2 separate regions of the Mus musculus genome follow, and region 1 is linked to region 2. A link is a contact called in public Hi-C data. All regions are on one chromosome and are shown on one strand. The core of a region is the stretch at or near the end of the contact, and the rest is flanking DNA. Distances in the headings are between cores, read along the strand shown. Region 1 overlaps Zfhx4 (zinc finger homeodomain 4). Region 2 overlaps Zfhx4 (zinc finger homeodomain 4).

Region 1 (2,700 bases), core at 73-2,572, 140 kb after region 2:
CACACACACACACACACACACACACACAAGTATGTGCACACAAATACACACTGAAATAACTGAAGTGTGTGATTCCTTTTTTTAAACATTACAAACAGGCTATGCCTGTGCCAATTGCAATAAAAAACAAGTGCAAGTGAATTGATTTTAATATATGCTTCAAGATGTACATTATGAATTGTATGATCAAATGATAGTCACTTTCCATTTTTTTATAATTCATATGAAAATATTCTAAGCTAAACACTGAAAACCTTTTAAATCTGTTTGATGTGGATCCCCACATGAAACAGCATATGATCAGCATTTTAGGCATGTTTAAAATGCTAAGCAAAGTTGAGCATCCCATGCTCCTGTAGTAATAGCAGATTATAGCACTTCATTCTCTTTCTAGTCTCCTGAAACATTTAAACAGGAAAACAGCATTTCTTTCTCCAGATAATTAGGAAACTCTAGAGGAGACTGACTCAAGCTTTACGTTAAAGCACATGTACACCATACGGTTTAACGTGTAAATAAGTATTTTATTTTCCATATTCTTTGATGTTAAAGGAGATTGAAAGTGTATACACTGTCAATAAAATGGTACTGTGGAAAACTATCATTTCTTTGTTACTATTGCATGTAATGCAGTAGGTTTCAAAAAACTGCTTTGGCGTGTTTTTTAGCGTTTCATTTAAAATATTTATTCTCCTCAGTTCTACCGTGTTCTCTTTAATATATTAACATGTTGTGTCTAATTTTCCTAGAAGACATTTTATATTTTATGACATTTTATAATTGAGGAAATCTGGCATCTAAACTAGAATATAGCCACTCCTACTCACCCACAATTCTAGCCTATAGGTTTGCTAGAGAAAGTGGTTTCTTCACATTACTTTTGACTCTAAAGCCTAATTATATAATGAATGTCAAATTTATTTCTAAACCTCTCTTTGAGTTTGAAAGTGACCTTTTATTCTGGCTTATACGGAATTTTATGGTGTGGAGAAATTCCCTTGTGATTATTTTTTGCATGATTAAAAATTTGCAAAGTTCTTATGGCTCCAAAGAGCCTACCTGTAATAAACAACTTTTGCCTTCCAAACCACAAAACGGGTCTGAATTGCTTGAGCATTAGAGCTAATTGCCTGCCTACTTCAAAGAAAGAACTGCAAAGAGAGGAGGGCGAACCTCACAGAAGCAGGGGCATGGCAGACAAATCTGCCACTCAGAGTTGTGGCTTGGAAAAGCCAGGCAGAGTTACTGCCTCTGACCTGCTGTTTGCCATTAAGTTGACGGGGAGAGTCCATCCCATAATCTCTCCCTGCTGAGGACACAGAGTCTTTGTTCACACTCAGATTTCACAAACTGTTGCCAGGGTCAGCCTGAGGTCAGACACCACAGTGATGTATAGAAGAACGTGTCTGGGAATTTCTCTCACACTTGAAACACATACCAGAAAATGAAGAAGAGTAACGTGCAAAAATCTGTCTGATGAGACCCTGATTATATTGTAACCTGCTTTTTAGGACCTTTATAATTTTTTTTCTTTTCCTGACACACAATGTTTTATTAATGGGAGTAGCGATAGCCCTTACAATTTTGTGTCCCCTGGAGATAAGGCTTCTCAGTAGCAACTCTGACACCTCATTTTCTAGCCCTAGGGGCAAGGTCTAGTAAATCTACTCAAAGGAAGCTTCATCCTTTCTCAGGATGAGTTGAGAAGGAGCTGTCATGAGACTGCACTGGATATATCATGTCTCGTGTACACGTGGACTTGGCAGAGACACAGCCTGATCTGGTCATAATCTCAGCCTTCCTGCTCTTGAAGCCCTCATAGCCATGGTCCCCACTGCCTAGTCTGCTGTTGTGAGGAGAAACATGGGAGAAGTCTGATTACTGATTATCATCAGTAGCTGAAAGCAATACAGAGCTACAAAACACCGCGTATCTTCTTAAAGCGAGATTTCCATGCACCTCTGCACAAAGTGGCACCTTCCCACCAAGTTAACCAGGCTCACAACTCCCCTCTGTGGAGTACAAAGTGTAACACTGGAATAAATGCATGCATGCAGATTATCCTATCTTGGAGGACTCTCAATTTAACCCAGCTCTTATTTTGAATGTATTAGATGTCCTGTTTCTCCTTTTTGCTTACACAGTTGCAGAGCATGGCTGAAAACTGAACCATCAAGTAGATTTTTTTTTTGTGCTCAGCTGCTACTTATGACAGTGGATATTTCATTCTGCTGCCAGAATGTTATTAATAAAACATGGAGTGTGGAGAAGGACACATTTCCCCCTTTCAATCACTATAGCATTTGCAATGAAAATTTTATTCAGTGTGTAATTTTCAGTGAATGCTTGACACTTGAAATGTCCGTAGCACCATTTTGTATGGTTATTGAAGGGTTAATTGTATCATGTTCTCTGCATAAAAGCTTTGCTTATCAAAAGCAAATAGAATAGAGTATGCAAATGTGTTCTGATGACCTTTCGCCTTTCCAGGGTTAATTTATATTCTCATTAAAGATTTTATGAAATTGTTCAGCCTGGTGCTGCAAATCCCATTTTACCTTCTTCTCCTAATTTATGTAATTCCTACCTGAACTGGGGAATATACCTTATATTTTTGTGCTGCAATGAAAACAGCATGGCTTGCTGTGGGGAGTTGTGAGCCTGGTTATCTGGCATTACTCAGATTGCTAAAAATTCATT
Region 2 (2,700 bases), core at 35-2,534:
CAAACAGAAACCCACCTGGCGGTGTGAAGTCTGTGACTATGAGACCAACGTGGCGAGGAACCTCCGGATTCACATGACCAGTGAGAAGCACATGCACAACATGATGCTTCTGCAGCAGAACATGAAACAGATTCAGCACAATCTGCACCTGGGCCTCGCCCCGGCCGAGGCCGAGCTCTACCAGTACTACCTGGCTCAGAACATCGGCCTGACAGGGATGAAGCTGGAAAATCCTGCCGAGACTCAGCTCCTGCTTAACCCTTTCCAGTTCGACTCCGCCACAGCAGCGGCTCTGGCACCAGGACTTGGTTAGTACTTTCTGTTCTGCACTATTGTCCGTTTTGAATATTTTCCACTTTGATCTCTTGTAGGAGGGCACTGACAAACTGGGACTGTTCGCCAGAAAGGGCTTTCTCTTAAACTGCGTAGGCAAACTGCAAACAGGCACATTGCTTTAAAGCTAAGTTAAATCTAGAGAGTGAAGAGGTGAGAAATTAGTGACAGCATATAAGAAGTTAACAAGGTTTGCCCACGTTTGATAGGTCCATTAAAAATGCTCATTTACATACCTTGTTTACCCTCAGTAGCCATGCATTTGCCAGAATTTGCAGGTTTACTCTCGGTGATTACTCCCCAAGACGTCAAATACAAACCATCATGATATTATTTACATATTTTCGAAAACTATTTGAATGGCTGTAATTGCTCATAATTAATCCTACAACAATCCCATTACCTTATCCAGGTATTTGGGAGTATATTATAGGCAACAAGTGCAGAACCAGGCAAATCCTATCAAGCTGTAAGACAAATTGAGAAACAACAATTAGTGTCTATGTAAGTCTATCTAGGCTCTTAAATCACAAACATGTGACTGTTTTGTTATAGTATTCATCAACTTTCTTGTACTGGAAAATACAAATTTCAGGATGACATCATGCCCAATAGGAGTAATTAAAGCTATCTGATGAGGGAATTTAGAAGTTGAAAGGGAAGATTGTAATTGACCCTGATCCAATCCTATTACAGCTTTTTATAGTTTAAGCTCTAGAGAAAGCACATTCCTTGTCAAGACATTTTTTTCTTTAACATTCTTTCATGTGTGCTGTGTTTTCTAGTCTCTATTTTTCCTTTTAATTTTTCCCCTGTAGTAAATAATGAGCTGCCGCCTGAAATCCGGCTTGCCAGTGGTCAGCTAATGGGTGATGACCTGTCCCTCCTTACTGCAGGAGAGCTGTCACCTTATATCAGTGACCCGGCGCTGAAGCTATTCCAGTGTGCTGTTTGCAACAAATTCACCTCTGACAGCCTGGAGGCTCTAAGTGTGCATGTGAACAGCGAGCGCTCTCTCCCTGAAGAGGAATGGAGAGCTGTAATTGGAGATATCTACCAGTGCAAGCTCTGCAACTACAACACACAGCTCAAAGCCAACTTCCAGCTCCACTGCAAGACTGATAAGCATATGCAGAAGTACCAGCTGGTGGCCCACATCAAGGAAGGGGGCAAAAGCAATGAGTGGAGGCTGAAGTGCATTGCCATTGGCAACCCTGTTCACCTAAAGTGTAACGCCTGTGACTACTACACCAACAGTGTGGATAAATTACGTCTGCATACTACCAATCACAGGCACGAGGCGGCCCTGAAACTCTACAAGGTAAGCCATGCCATCCATTTTCATTGGCTCAGAGTAGAGAAAGGCATTAACCATTTCAGAGTTTGGAGACTGTAGAGGAGAGGGCAGGTGCAAGGATCAAGATGCACAGTTTCTATTGCCATTCACAAAGGTATATGAAATGCATGCCAGTGGAAACTGGGGACTCGCTCCTTGCCCTTTTTCCACCTCTCTCAGAGGCATAAATTGCTCCATAGCTTCCTAAAACAAAAAATATTTTCTGGATATTGTCATGAGGAAAATGGTACTTTAAGGTTATGTTTTATTTATTGTTTTTACAAAACAAAACCAAAATACCACTAAGTGTTAAAGGGTGCAAGGAACAGAGGACACAGGCATGACCTACACTGTAAATGTATCATTTATTTGGTAATAAACAAGAATGACCCAAACAGAACATTTGTGTCTGTGTACTCTTGGTGACATAGAATAAACACACTCTTGCTTAGCATCAGTTAGAAGTCTCTTCAAGAAAACTTTGTTGTTCGTTTGCATGATTGTTTTCCCAACTGGTAATATTTTCTCTCCTCCCCAAAGGGTGTAGCCTACATAAATATGCTCTTAAGATGACAAGTGCTCTTTTATCTTTACTGAGAAAAACTATGCAGACATTATTCATACTTGAAAGTAATGAACAACATGAATTGCACAACTTGTCTTGATATTTTCTAATAACCCTAATGTCTGATGAATTTATTTTTTGTAGTTAGTTCACTGGATTGTCTTGATGCTCTTGGTTCCTGTACAAGTGTAGCACATTCATTTTTATGATGAATAACTTGGTTACTTACTAAAAAAAATCTTATTTTGTCTAGAGGATATTAAAATTCAGAAAATATTACAAACCATTAGTTATTGTAACAAGCTCTAAATATGATTACAAAATCCATTTTGCAAGTGTTATCTATTGATTTATACTAGAAATCAGTGATAACTATACTATCAGGAGTCAACCAACAATTATAGTTCCTATAACTTTTCTAGTCATATTTAAAATTGCAAGCACAACTACAAAAGCAGATGTGGCC

The links. A called contact is a pair of places that touch in the nucleus more often than the background predicts.
Region 1: a contact with region 2 is called in a Hi-C map of the N1E-115 cell line, with 6 times the contacts expected there. The contact joins two enhancer-like sites. A contact is called at or near these places in 4 of 484 Hi-C or Micro-C datasets (the AML12 cell line, the N1E-115 cell line, embryonic fibroblasts and 1 more), 1 of 115 datasets of contacts at active chromatin or transcription factors (embryonic midbrain) and 2 of 9 other capture datasets (adipose tissue and embryonic tail).

The regions. Positions count from the first base shown.
Region 1 is chr3:5,386,744-5,389,443 of GRCm38.p6, forward strand. All of the region lies in intron 5 of Zfhx4 (zinc finger homeodomain 4), which reads left to right. Among named protein-coding and RNA genes, the nearest start is that of 4930555M17Rik, 130 kb to the right of the region's middle. RefSeq lists an enhancer at 98-2,700. Within about 2 kb of position 1,323, at least 62 of the 459 cell types and tissues checked have an H3K27ac peak or open chromatin away from gene starts, as enhancers often do. A contact at or near this core is called in the N1E-115 cell line, where this site is marked.
Region 2 is chr3:5,243,992-5,246,691 of GRCm38.p6, forward strand. Zfhx4 (zinc finger homeodomain 4) reads left to right here. Exons shown (of 11, transcript NM_030708.2): 2 at 1-308; 3 at 1,230-1,654. Among named protein-coding and RNA genes, the nearest start is that of 2700069I18Rik, 25 kb to the left of the region's middle. Within about 2 kb of position 1,285, at least 5 of the 459 cell types and tissues checked have an H3K27ac peak or open chromatin away from gene starts, as enhancers often do. A contact at or near this core is called in the N1E-115 cell line, where this site is marked.